Regions from separate parts of the Mus musculus genome. Here regions 1, 2 and 4 are each linked to region 3. A link is a contact called in public Hi-C, HiChIP or PLAC-seq and promoter capture Hi-C data. All regions are on one chromosome and are shown on one strand. Each heading gives the region's core, a stretch centred on a gene start, on an enhancer-like site or on the middle of the called end of the contact. The rest is flanking DNA. Distances are from core to core; before and after follow the strand shown.

Evidence for each region. Promoter capture Hi-C pulls out the DNA fragments that hold promoters and counts their contacts. A called contact is a pair of places that touch in the nucleus more often than the background predicts. HiChIP or PLAC-seq counts read pairs in DNA pulled down with a chosen protein or histone mark.
Region 1: a contact with region 3 is called in a Hi-C map of B cells, with 6 read pairs. The contact joins the promoter of Bloc1s5 here to the promoter of Ly86 in region 3. A contact is called at or near these places in 1 of 39 promoter capture datasets (pre-B cells) and 1 of 484 Hi-C or Micro-C datasets (B cells).
Region 2: a contact with region 3 is called in an H3K27ac HiChIP or PLAC-seq map of acute myeloid leukemia, with 11 times the contacts expected there. The contact joins the enhancer-like site here to the promoter of Ly86 in region 3. A contact is called at or near these places in 16 of 39 promoter capture datasets (3T3-L1-derived adipocytes, the HPC-7 cell line, HPC-7-derived erythroid cells and 9 more), 1 of 115 datasets of contacts at active chromatin or transcription factors (acute myeloid leukemia) and 2 of 9 other capture datasets (liver and macrophages).
Region 4: a promoter capture Hi-C map of pre-B cells shows a contact between it and region 3. The contact joins the promoter of Eef1e1 here to the promoter of Ly86 in region 3.

The regions. Positions count from the first base shown.
Region 1 is chr13:38,632,990-38,636,460 of GRCm38.p6, reverse strand. It overlaps Bloc1s5 (biogenesis of lysosomal organelles complex-1, subunit 5, muted), which reads left to right and starts at 1,369. Exons shown (of 5, transcript NM_139063.3): 1 at 1,369-1,525. The coding sequence starts at 1,420.
Region 2 is chr13:36,313,424-36,316,645 of GRCm38.p6, reverse strand. All of the region lies in intron 4 of Fars2 (phenylalanine-tRNA synthetase 2 (mitochondrial)), which reads right to left. Among named protein-coding and RNA genes, the nearest start is that of Gm40912, 110 kb to the right of the region's middle. Within about 2 kb of position 1,640, at least 38 of the 459 cell types and tissues checked have an H3K27ac peak or open chromatin away from gene starts, as enhancers often do. A contact at or near this core is called in acute myeloid leukemia, where this site is marked.
Region 3 is chr13:37,343,536-37,346,809 of GRCm38.p6, reverse strand. It overlaps Ly86 (lymphocyte antigen 86), which reads right to left and starts at 1,465. Exons shown (of 5, transcript NM_010745.2): 1 at 1,236-1,465. The coding sequence starts at 1,371.
Region 4 is chr13:38,657,611-38,661,109 of GRCm38.p6, reverse strand. Eef1e1 (eukaryotic translation elongation factor 1 epsilon 1) reads left to right here and starts at 2,082. Exons shown (of 4, transcript NM_025380.2): 1 at 2,082-2,203. The coding sequence starts at 2,117.

The sequences.
Region 1 (3,471 bases), core at 120-2,619, 1.3 Mb before region 3:
TAACAATGTATTGGTGAGAACAGGAAGTAGAAACTGGTGAAATAGAGCAGGAATTCCCAAGCCGTGCTTCCAAGAATGTCCTTGCCGGAGGGCAGGAATGCTGGGATCCAGAGAGCTCAGGTTCCGGCTTCTTTGCCTTCGCTGACGCTTTATTGGAAACTATCTGAAGACCCAATTCTATTTCCAAAGTGTTAATTATGGCAACTAGAATTTCTTTATCACAACACAGAGTTGGCAAATTTCAGAGGTGAAATCCAGAATCAACATTTAAAAAAAAAAACAAACAGCCACATTAATGTAAGAAAAGCATTCAATTTCACATATTGTAGTGAGTCTTCATGGTGCACAGTCATAAAGGAAATTATGCAAAGGGAAAGAAATTTTTTTCTACAATGCAGAAAAATGAATATGAAATTTCTTGGAAGTGAGGAGAATAACAAATGTCTTTGAAAACTATGATTTCTACATATTGATTAAAAAGCTAGGAAATTAAATTTTTTATTTGTCCTCCTTTGGGGGTTTACCATTTCTTCTGCGATAATCCCCCAATTCCTGCTTCACCTAGTTATTCTCTCCATGTCTCACTTCAAGACTGGAGACAAACACTGGTCTTTTCTGGGAAGTCTTTCCTGATCCCCTCAACAGCTAGTATCCACAGGTATGGAACGATTCCTCTTCCTGCCGTTTATGTCGCTTTACGTTCCTCCTTCAGACTGGACTAAGACCCTTTAGGATGACATTGTTCATTGTTCAGAAGAGAGTAGCGGAGGAAGCGGTCACAGCTGAGTCCTAAGGAAGAACCCCTGGATGATGAGGAGGTAAAAACCACTGGGAGGCCGTGCATTGCTCTCTTTGAAGCATGACAATTTGTTGAGAAAATGAACATTATGGAATATATCAAATGTCAGCACTTATTAGTCTAATTTAGGGAGACCATCTCAAACACCCAACCAAGCAACAACAAAAAACCTAAACAAAACAAAAACGAGTTTCTTAACCTCTAACCGTGTTGCTTTATTTGTTAAAAAAATTATGATCTGTCTCCTCAGGTTGCTATGATGACCCTAAGGTGACAATACATGTCAAAATGCTTTATAAAATAGTGGTGGCCAGTAACAATGTAGAAACTATGTATATACTACTACTGTTATTCTTCTGCTCGCCGCGCCTTGCTCCAACCATAGTGAGTTTAGTTCCTACCGGCGTAGGATGGGATAACCGAGAAACAAGTAATTTTCAAACACCTCCCATACGCAGATCATCTGCCCTCATCCAGCATGGCCGCATCGGCTACACTCCCGGCGCCTTCCCCGAACCCAACGACTCCGACGCCCTGTGATGACGTAACACCAGAGCGTCTCTCTCCCTAAAGGTCCGTGCCTGCGCCGTGGACGCCGCGGGTGGGCGGAACTGGTCGGGATGAGTGGCGGAGGCACCGAGACCCCTGTAGCGTGCGACGCCGCCCAGGGCGGCAAGAAGCGGGACTCACTGGGGACTCCGGGTGCGGCGCACCTCATTATCAAGGGTACGGAGTGGAGGGCGTGGTCCTCCGTGCGGGGTGGGGGCAGCGTGCTGGGGACCGCCCCTCCTGGTGCTCCCCGGCTCCCCTGTAGCCCTCAGCTGCCTGGCCCGCCTCGAGACGAAAGGTCCCAGCTCGCAGGACCCAGTTACGTGCAATGGGCGAAGGGCGCACAAGCGGAGAATGGGAACTAGTTGGAGCCCCACACGTAGTAGGGTGACTTCGGTCCTTCACCCTCTCGTCCTCTGTCCTCTGCGCCTTGGGGGTCATGCCAGGAAGAACACTTGGGAAAACGTCCTGAAACACAGCGCTCAGTACCATACAGTGTACCGGTCTGAGCTGTCCCCTTTCAGCCTTAGTAGATTTCGACCTAAATTATTACAATAACAACTAGCTTTAATTCCTAAACCTCAGAAGTCCCCGTTAACCGCGAAGAAGCCTCCAATTGCAGTTTCCACTGCTTCCCTCAACTCCCTGCTCAACCCGCCTATTCCACCAACTTTGGGCTACAGTCCTACACTGCCTGGAGAGTGGTGGCTTACCATCTGTGCGGTTCCCATTTTACTCTTACCAGATCTGTGGGCGGCCCCAGCTGAGCTGGCTGCGACTGTTTAAACTGTGTTTCACATTGTTTCTTAGGTTTAATTTGGGATCCAGTAGTATTGTGTGTGTGTGTTAAGACTAAGTTAGAATTCTTTCTCTGTGCAATCTCAGTGAAGATTAGTCGTTGTATGGCTGTTGTTGGGCCACCATGACTCCATCCGCAAATGTTTTTCATCTTGCAAAACTTTGTATGCATTAAACCATAACTCCTCATGCCACTGTGAATTTGACTGGTCCAGTGCCTCTGAGGACTTGGACAGCTCCACTCTCGGAAATAAGGCTGTTTTGAATATGAATATATAGACATCCTTCGGAGGTCCTGTGTTCAGTTCTTGGGACTGTATCTCCAGTAGTGGATTTTTGGGTCATTTGATTATTCTTTAAACTTTTTGAGGAGTTGGCATGTTCTGTATTTGCTATACCATTTTCTAGTCACCTGTCATCACCAACTCTTGTCTTTGGTACTAGTTATTCTAATGCGTGTGAGATGACACTCCCTGTTGTGATTTTCATTTCCTCTAATATTTGGTTAATGTGCTTAACTGACTACCCATTTTTTAGGTAGTCATCTAATATCCATTTAAGTCCTTTGCTCGTGTAAGTAGATTCTGTTATTGAGTTATAGTTCTTGATATATTCTTGAAAGGCAACTTTGCTGGCCGCTATACCATTAATGCTGATACACACGCGCACACACACACACACACACACACACACACACACACATACACACACACACACACACACACATCTGTCTCCTCAGTACCCATAGCAGGTGTTTGCAGGCATTTTTCTCACTTGCCTGGTTGCCTATCATTCTGTTGATTGTGTCTTTGAGGCGGAAGTTTTAAATTTTGAAGCAGTACTGTTTTTACTCCCCCAGTACTGGAAGCCAAGCCAAGGCCTCCCACATGCTAGACAAATACCATACTACTAGAGACTACATTACCAACTCCCTTTTCTGTTTTTTATTTTGAGACTGGTTCTCACTTTCACACTCAGGACCCACACACACAGCCTTCCCTTTATTAGGTACTAAGAGAGTTGTAGTTCTGTTTGGTCTCATCTTGTAGTCCCGTGGCTCTTCCATCAAAGCACTTCTCTGTGTCTTTGTGAGGAGATATTTGTCTAGCTTTCACATTAGGTTACAAACAAGTAGAGATCAAAGGATTATACATTTCAGTACTCTTTTTTTTTTGAACAGTAAAAGAATGCATATAGCCTGACTAGAGTTAGATATCTATAGAAGTCTATATTTTACACGTACATGGTTATGCTAGCAGAATTTATATTTAATATTTGGACTCTTACAAACTCTGAATTATTACAATGGATTTATTATAATGTCC
Region 2 (3,222 bases), core at 391-2,890, 1.0 Mb after region 3:
GCATGTATGTACGTATGTGTACCATATGTATTTCTGGTACCTGTGGAGGTTAGAAGAGCCTGTCAGACTCCCTGGAGCATGGGAGGTTGTGAGCCATGTGGGAAGTGAGATCCAGACTTGGGCCCTCTGTAAGAGTGGCAAGTGCTCCTAACCACTGAGTCATCTCTCCAGACAGTAAACATTTTTTTAATCTAAAAAAAAAATTAGTTTTGAATATTAAGAATGTGTAATAGCACATTACACATTCTTATAAGGTTGCCATACTCAGAAACCCCAGCAGATCTCTGTCAAGTACCTAAGTACTGACTAAGACAACAACTTACCCAAGGACTTAGTGTTCATTTTCTGGGCCTGAGGGCTGCAAAAGAGACTAGTGAACACAACTGGGTAATAAACAGTAGTTACCATGACAATCTCAGCCCACTGCCTCCCTAGATGCAGAAGAAGTTCTGGAACAGAAGGCCTAGAGGAAAAGCCAGGAAGGGGTTGGGGGAAGCAGCACCAAGAACAAGAATGCAAGAACACTACGGTTGCACTTTAATCATAAATGAACGCCTTAGATGTTCCTTCGCTCATCCCAAGTCATTCTTCAACCCAAGGCTAAGTGAACCTTCCTGGGACATCTTTCCACAGCCTTCTGGAGTAGGACAGATTCCCACTAACTGCTTGTTGTATGCTATTTGATAATCACTTAATGCTACAAATGGAAACCTCCTCTGAAGCAGGCACTGCTTGCTCTGGGTGTGAAATGTAAGTACATGGAAGAGCTCTGCTCCTTTCCCTAGTAGCTAATAAAGTCACTGCCTACCCTAGGCACAGAACTTCTAGATTCTGTTTCTTCCCTTATGAAAGAAATCATTTGTACTCCCTTATTCCCACCTCTGTCACCTGCTCTTGAGAACCTCACTTCTGTAGCTATGACTAGAGAATGAAAGCTGGAGGATGGTGATGAGTCAAGCCAAGGAGATCCCAGGCAGGACCGACAGTGGACCGGCTACCTTCCCATGGCTTAGCAGGACTGACGGTGGGTTGGCTACCTTCCCATGGCTTAGCAGGACCGATGGTGGACTGGCTACCTTCCCTTAGCTCCTGAAGCTTCCTGGAGGATGGCAATGAGTCAAGCCCGGGAGAGCCCTAGCAGGACCAATGGCGGGTCTTTCCCTCACTTCTGAAGCTTCCTTTAAAGACTCTCCCATAACCAACTCTGCAGTTTCCCCACTTCTGTGCTACTACTTTTGTGCCCAACATTGCTGCCTACTATGCCCCCTACTGGCTACTACTGTTTAACTCTTATTTGCTACTGAAAAAAAAAAAAAAACCGAACAAATGGAGGCATTAATTCCTAAAAAACAAAGAGACAAACAACAGGCAGCACATTTGCTAGGTGCCTTGCTTGGCCATCTCTATCGCAGTTGTGTTTTCCTTACATCTACTTCTGAAATCCCTAGCACTGTAACCTTCCTGAGTTCCCTTCAAAAATGGGAATGCACAGGTCCTAAGAGGGACAATCAACATAAATGACCTGTGAGAAACCCAAGAGGGAAGTGTGTTCTTGTTTCACTTCACTTTAATGCCTCTGAAACTGATTGCAAGACTGTACGTCAGCACATAACCACAGACAGTGAACTACCTTGGGTGGGAAGGGACAGACGTGAACTCTGACACTTACTCTGCTTCTGATCCAGCTGCCTCTGACTCCACAGGCCTTCTATTCATGAAAACAATTCAACTCCCCACCTCCTTCCATTTTTTACTTTAGTTGGCTTTTCACTATTAAAACTAGAGTGTTAATAGCCTATGTTTACTGTCCCCTGTTCTGAAACTTGTTTAACCAATATATGCAAAGGACCTGATTGCTGAGCATATATACCTGGCCGCAAGTCCCTTGCATGATATCTGGCCCTGACCTATCCCTAGTTTATTTTTGGTTCTCAATCAGCACTTGAAGTAATGACAGCCCTGCTTATCTTACTTTTATAACTTGAGGACCTAGAAAAAAAAACAATAAAAATAAATATGTACAAACAAAGCCTCGATGGTCTGAAAGACCAGAGAGTACAGATTTAATAAGGAAGACAGACCGCAACCTTGGAACATCGGCCCCTGAAATGACTCTGCATTAGTCAATCCCGCCTACTAGCCAATTCCTATGTTTAGGGGTGAAGTTCCTGTGGCAGTGAATTCCCCAAAGGACACGAGGGGAGTGGTGCTGCTCACTCAGGTTTACAACACACTTGGCCAAGTGCCTCGCTTTGTTTCTCTTTCCCCTAAAACATATTCGGAAATGTGAGGTAACATAAGCAATAAAGTCCTTCTATTTTAATTTGTGGCATATAACGAAGTTTCCTGTCTAGGCCTGTATTTTATTCTTTGTGGCTGAGGCATTATTTCTTAATTGTGTCTGCCCCTACAGTTACTTGGGAAAGTTGCCCATAAGTGATTAATTAGCTTTTTGATTATTATGTTTAAGAGTCTTGAGGACTTTAAGCATGTACACCTGAAAATTAAAATTTATCAACATTAGCATAATGAAATAAAATGATTTTATGTAACTATGATTTATATTTTTTCAGTAAGTTCGTTAAGCATAATTTATAGGTTATTTTTCCTCCCACAACTCCTTTTATTCTCTTCATTTCCACCTTCAGGGAAATTTCATATTTCTCTAATCCTGGCTTATATACAAAGTTTTCGTCTTATCACCTATTATATTGCTCTGTCTTCTTGTCTGTCCCTCCATTCCCCCTTTTCATTTGTTTTTAAGCAGAGTCCAGGCAATCCTTGGTAAGCTGTGGGGCACCTGAACCAGCTGGCTTCTCATTCTCCCGCAACATCCTGATGGCCAGCAGTTGAGACCTAGGATCAGTGACAGAGCCTGTCTCAAAGGAATGAGGCAGAGTGTGGGAGAGGAAACCAGTGCCCTCTTCTAGCCATGCAGGCATATAAAGGCGCATGCACTACCCACACATGTACCACACTTGTACAGATACACATTGGGAAATTTTGAAAATATAAGGCTTCAGGAAAAAATTAAAGGAGGCAGGGCAACAACAAAAATGCCAACAATACCAATTCAATTTGAACAAAGAAAACACGAATACAAGACTTTGCTTCCTTGTAAGAATTCTGTAAATCACAACCCTTTCTTCCCATCCATAGATAGAAATGAGTTAAACTCTCAGCCTGATGAGCTGGAGCGATGGCTCAGCAGTTCCCAGCACC
Region 3 (3,274 bases), core at 216-2,715:
ACTCAGTTACAATCTGAGGGAGAATCTTAGACATGGAATAGCCAGTCACATGAGGCTTAATGTCTCGGAAAATCAAATCCCAAGTAGTCCACGTGACCCAATCCGGCTGTCATCCTACTCCTGAAGTGAGCAAGTCCCCAGACGTCTAGGCTCCCATTTGTCCCAAGAACAGCAAGCATCATGAGGTCAGCACTTTCTCCACCCAGCGCGTCCTTTTCTTTTTCTTATTTTTAATTTTTAAAATGCACTTCAAGGTTCCTTTTAAAAGGAAATTTAAAAGAATCCATTGAATTACCCCAGAAACCAAAGTTGGGTGGCAGAATCCGGGCTCAGCTAGTTTGCTTTCATTTATTCTCAGCGAGCGGTGGGACCAACACAGAGGCTCAGAGTCTCCTTTGCATACTCTTCAGCTCATCTGTCCCGTTTCCCTACAGATTTCCAGGTTTCATAAATGTCTGCCTTTCCACAAGCCATTTGTTCTACTGCCCATTGGAAATCGATCCCAAGGCTCATTTTTCCTCGCTGTGTCATAGCGTCACAGAAGGAAAAAGTGAGGTGAGGTACCACATTCAGACTTTAGAACTAACCCACTCCTAAGTTCTGGTTCGTGGTGCCAACAGCGGGGCTCTCCCAGCCCAACGCGTCTCAGTATATGCCACCTCTCAAACAGTTGCACTGAGGTTAAGTTTCTAATACATGCTCCAGGACACAGGCCAACCACAGCACTCCCCTTCGCTGTCCTTGCCCCTGGGGAAACCCTGGCATTGGATGCTACTTCTGACGTGCTTGCTGCTTTAATGGGTGGCACAGTGCGGCATGACAAGAACTCTAGAGGGAGCGGCTGAAGGACAGAGTCTCTGACAAAAGTGACTTGATGCTCACCCAGTTTGCAAAATGGCTGAGGTGAAAAGCCAGCGTAGGCGCAGGATTTGGGAAGAAAAGCTTACTGATCACTTGTTCTTGGGGGAGAGGGCAGGGCTGAGCTCTTAGACTTCGTTCCATATCTAGACTGTTCATTTCTCTCTTTCTGTGGTCTTCGTTATTTTCAGAAGGCTCTTCCACTGTCCCTGGCCTTTCCCTCCTCACGGCTGCCAAGACAAAAGCTCACCGTAGCAGCAAAAAGCACGGAGAGGCTGATAACCTCATCCCTCGCCCATACTCACCCAGTGTTCGTATTGCCCACGTGTAGCTTTAATTTCCCCATAAGCACAAGCAGCCATTTCATAAGACCTTACCACAGCTCTGGTAGACTACTTCCAAGCCCCCACTGTTGCAGGCCGTGTGCTTGGGCCAACCATTTTCGCTGCCATGGTCACTGCTGCTCGGAGAAGTCAGAATCCACACAAGGAGGGCAGCTGCGACACCATTCATGGCGAGGGGGTTGTGTGTGCCCAATGGTAAGCCAGCCCAATAAAAAGACCTCCGAAGCTCGTCCTCCCCCTGAAGGAGTAGTATGTTCAGTTTCACTTCTCGAATACTAGTCTCTGGGAAATATACTGTGAGAAGACAAAGACAGACAGCGGGGAGGGGCATTTGAATACTGTTCCAGGGGGCTTTCACATACTTGAAATAGCAAGTGTGTGTGTGCGCGCGCGCGCGCATATCTCTGAACATGCGCATGCGCATATGGGCAGGTATGGGCTAGGTTGAAAGGTGACTTCTCGCTTTCACAGGAAGAGGTCCTGCAGGACTCTTCAGAACAGCCCCTTTTAGAATCTTTGTCCCCCACTGGAGCTGTAAACTCAGGAAAAATGAGCTTCAGGCCACCATGTGTTTTCTATCAGCGTACACCCCACTGATGTGAGTCTCAGAGCTGGCTAACGCCAGCAGGCACATGTGACATTTTGAGGGTGGTATACTAGAACTTAGGATCTGGAACCGGGTTTTTGGATTTGTTCTTGTCTGGCTTTGGCCCTGGGGTTGGGCCAGCGGAACAGGAGCTTGTCCTAGGAGCCCACACAGAGCTGGGTGGTGCATTCCCTCTGAGAAGTAAGCCATCTTCCATTTCTGGGCCAACAGCACCAGGAGGAAGGATTACCCTTTTAACATTTTTATTTTATTTATTTTTTTAGTGTATATCTGTGTTGTCTTTCTGTGTGTTTGCGTGTGTATGATCATGTGGAAGTCAGAAGGTAACTTTTGGGAGTCAATTCTCTCCTTTCTCTGTGGGTTCTGCGAGTGGCACTCAAGTCACCAGGTTTGTGAGGTAAGTGCTTTTACCCATGGAGACAGTTCATGGGCCCATGGCCTCCCTGAAAGGCTAGTTCAACTAGGAGAGGTGACTGACACCGCTTCTCACACAAAGATGCTGCCCTCCATGGACTCTTGCCGCTCTGCCTCAGCTTTCTTAATCCTAACCCCACTCTATGCAGTTCATCAAACTCACGGCCAAGGCCAGTGATGCTGCAGAGCAACAGGCAACACTCTTTCCCATGGCAGGAAGAGATGAATTATATCCCATTGAGAATGTACAATGTATTTTTAGAAGACTTCTCAATAAAAATATTCTCTCCTTGCATGACAGATGGCATTTTTTTCTATAACATGTAATGCAGCCTCGTAGGAAAAAACGAGCAAGCCACTCCCTCAAGGAGTTATGGGAACTCATTTTGTCAACCAAGAGCCAGGACTTGGGTCTGACGAGTGGTTTTTGGCTCACCTGTTTCAGAAATCAATCCATAATGGTGTCATCTTGAGTTCTGTTATGGTTTGGATATTAACTGTCACCCAGAGTTCCATGTGCTGCTAAGTTTGGTCACCTGCCTGGGGCACCATTGAGATGTGGTGGGACCTTTAATTTAGATCATCTTAAAGAGAATAGTGGAATTCTAACTCTTCGTATCCCTCCTTTTGCTTTGTTTTCGAGCCAACACAAGGAAATCAGGTTTCCTCCATGTGTAGCCCCACCTTAACATGGTCCAATCCAACCCACAGAAAAATGGGGCCACATGTCCATGCTCTGAAACCTCTGATGCTGTGGGGCAACACCAACTTTTCCTCCCTTTGTCTATTTACCTTAGGCACTCTCTCACAGTGACAGAAAGCTAGTATAAGTGCAGTGGTTTGAATACACATAGCCCCGCAGGCTCATGTATTTGAAAGAATAGTCAACATCAAGTGGAATTGTTTGAAAAGATCAGAAAGATTGGAGGTGTGTCCTTTTTGGAGGAAGTGTGTCACTGGGGGTGGGTGGGTTTTGAGGTTTTAAAAGCCCAGCCCCCCACCACCTCCCCCTGTCTCTGCTTACAGATCAGGATGTAGCTCTCAGATACTT
Region 4 (3,499 bases), core at 833-3,332, 1.3 Mb before region 3:
CATGTAGCTTCAGGCTTTCCTTTAAACTTTGTATCTCTTTGAGCGCCAGACTTGGCTCCAACATCCCGGTGCTCTCTTTCTCCTCAAACAGTATCTTTTGTATTTTTTTTTCCTTGCTCCTTTTCATTATAGATCTGGCTAAGTGTGACCACCAACAACTGCATGACACAGTCAATCCTGGGCTACCTTGAAATCTCTGCCAACAGTATTAATCCAAAGTCTTCAATTTAGGTTGGTTTTTTTGTTTGTTTGTTTGTTTGTTTTTTTAATTTTAGGACAAGGGCACAAGGGAGCTACTACATTCTTTGCTAAAATATCATAAGAATGGTTTCTTGGCCACTCACTAAAATTCCTCCCCTCTGAAATTTCTTGATCTGGGCCCCATAGTTCAAATCACCCTCAGCATTGTTTTCCATGCCCCTACTAGGAAGGTCCATTAAGTTTCACTTATAGCATCCAAAGACTTTTCTAGTCCAAGTCCCAAAGTCTTCCATATTCCCCCAATGTTGCGGCCGCCAGCAGCTCGCAACATGAACGGTTCGACTGAGAAGGCCACTCGAGCTGTAAGAGAGGAATCTAGACGGGGCGAAAGAAGAAACGGAGCTAAGACAAATTCATTCTGATCAAAGCTCAAATTTTATTGTTGCGACACTAGTTATAAAGGAAGGGGGAGGGGACCCAACTCCCGACGAATAATCTCTGGTCCAGTAGAAAGGTGCACCTCCGCAGGTTCTAGCAGTGGGCGTGGCAGAACGAATGAGCAGGAAGCTCCACCCCTGAACAAGCAGGTTTCAGGCTGGGGGAGGGGAGACTACACCCCAACAAACAGAATAATCAAGCCTGTCACAGCAACATCTTGGTTCCTGGTACCAGCTTCTGTCTTGGTCACTGTTCATTTGCCTATAATCACCATTTTTATTCAAACCACCACATAAGGATTCAACTTGTCTCAGTTAGAGTTTCTATTGTTGTAAAGAGACACCATGAGTTACTATTAACTTTTATAAAGAAAAACATTTAGTTAGGGCTGCCTTACGGGTTCAGAAATTTAGTCCATTATCATTACAGTGAGTCTCATGGCCCCAGGCAGGCAGACATGATGCTGAAGGAGCCAAGAGTTTTATATCTGGATCAGCAGGAGGCAAGGAAAAAAAAAAAAAAAGAATGCCACTAGGATCTGAAACCTCAAAGCCCACCCCCACTGCCACATTTTCTCTAACAAGGCCACACCTACTCCAACGAGGTCACGCCAATAGTGACACTCCCGGTGAGCATATGGAGGCTCATTTTCTTTCTTTTGGGGGGGGGGGAGAGGAGGGGTTCGAGACAGGGATTCTCTGTGTATCCCTGGCTGTCCTGGAACTCACTTTGTAGACCAGGCTGGCCTCGAACTCAGAAATCTGCCTGCCCCTGCCTCTGCCTCCCGAGTGCTGGGATTAAAGGCGTGCACCACCACGCCCGGTTGGGGGCTTATTTTCGTTCAAACAACCACAGATCTCAAGTTCCCTTGCTAGGTCACTGGCCCTTATCCTTATTTTAATTTAAGATTGTTCTATAATTTTCTTATTTGGAGAACTATTTGACGAGTTTGGGAATCAATGCTTTATATTTATAAAACAAATAATCTAAATTATTCTTCTGATCTACAATAGTTTTATAAGCATTGTAATGAATGATTCAATCTTTAAGATTCGGATACATTCAGCCAGGCAGTGGTGGTGCATGCCTTTAATCCCAGCATTTGGGAGGCAGAGGCAGGCGAATTTCTGAGTTCGAGGCTAGCCTGGTCTACAGAGTGAGTTCCAGGTTAGTCAGGGCTATACAGAGAAACCCTGTCTCAGAAAACAAAACTAAGATTCGGATACATTCTTCTGTGAAACTGTCTACACTCCGTGCTCTCCTCTGCCTACTGTGAGCAATCCACCGGACTCCGAATGTGGTTGGCCCCGCCCTTAATTACGAACCGCCCCCTGCCTTGAGCTGACTCCGCCCCTTTCGCGCAGGCGCGCTTGCCGTCCTCCCAGCCAATCGTGGGAGACATCTGTGGGGCCGGACTTCCTGCTCAATCAAGGTCCTAGCTGTGCAGGCCCCGCCTCCCTAGGAGCTGGGCCAGAAGATGGCGGCGGCCGCGGAGTTGAGGCTGCTGGAGAAGAGTCTGGGACTGAAGCCGGGGAATAAGTACAGTGCTCAGGGCGAGCGGCAGGTGAGGCGCAGCGGTAGGAAAGCAGCAGGGCGGCGGGGTGACCCGGAGCCTACGCGACCCGGCCGGGGCATCGGAATGGACTCCGCTCCCCACGTGCGTGCGGGGCGGGCCGCGTGGCTCGGTCTGGACCTCCAGGCAAATGTCACCGTCCTCCCCTCGGGGAGCAGAAAGCCAGTTCGCGGAGGCCTGGGCAGAGTCAGGGGTTCAGATCCCTGTAGGCGGCCGTTAGCCGTGCCTGGTCCTTTCATTCAGCGACCGCCTTTCCAGCGGCTGGCCGGGCGAGCGGTACAGATTCCTGGAAGCCGCCTGGCGGAGGGAACACGGAATAGGACCCTGCTCATTCTGGCGACACACCCGCTTGGATGTGCATTGTGCAGAGAATTGAGGAAGATTCCGGGTGTGGGGCAGTGGAATGCTTGGTGAGATAGAAGAATCCTGATTTCTTAGGGTGTAGAAAGTGAGTCCTTTGTAACTCATCATTTGCCGTAGAAAGATGGTACTAGAGGAAGAATGGTAGTGGGAAACCATAGAGTGTGCCTTGAACGGGATTCCAGATCTAGATGGCTTGTTCCTGTTTGGGCCCAAAGGTTTTGTTTTGTTTTGTTTTTTCCTTTAATGTCTAAATCGTAGCGGTATTGTGGGGTTCACAGTAACTTAATGTGGCACCTGGAAAGGTTAAATGACTTGCCTGCCGTAGGCTGCGAAGGCCATCCTCCCCAGAGGTGATGTGCTCTGTCCTCAGCCCAGTTTCCTTTGCACACCCTCTTTTTTGGCTTTGCCGAGACATGAGAGACAGTCTTGCTTTCAAGGCATGAGGGACAGTCACCAGCAATTAAGGGCCCAATAGGACAAGCGACAGGGGAGGAATACATTGAGGACAGTGGCACAGTGCCACAGAGGAGGTGGGATTTAAGCTTCAGTGAGAAGCTGGTGTTCAAGAGATTAGACTTGGAAGGATGTAGAAAACCAGTGAATTACTATGTAAGTTTGGGTCCAGTAAGCCACCCAAAACAGAGTAGTGCAATACAGAATAAACCCAAGTTCAGTCTTAGACCAAGTTCAGTTTGAAGTTCAGAGTTGGGTTTTAGTGCCTTGTGTAATGGAAACGTTTCACAGTGAGTCCCAGTTGAAAGTTTCTGGTTTTCTGTGAGTACAGACCAAAGACTAGAGATGAAATCACCGTGTTTCCTTAGTTGAAAACTAACCACAGTACACCAGCAGTTACGATGTGCTCAGCGAGATTCCCAATAATAATGACAAGGAACAGTCTAAGGATCCAACTGTAGGAGCAAGGTC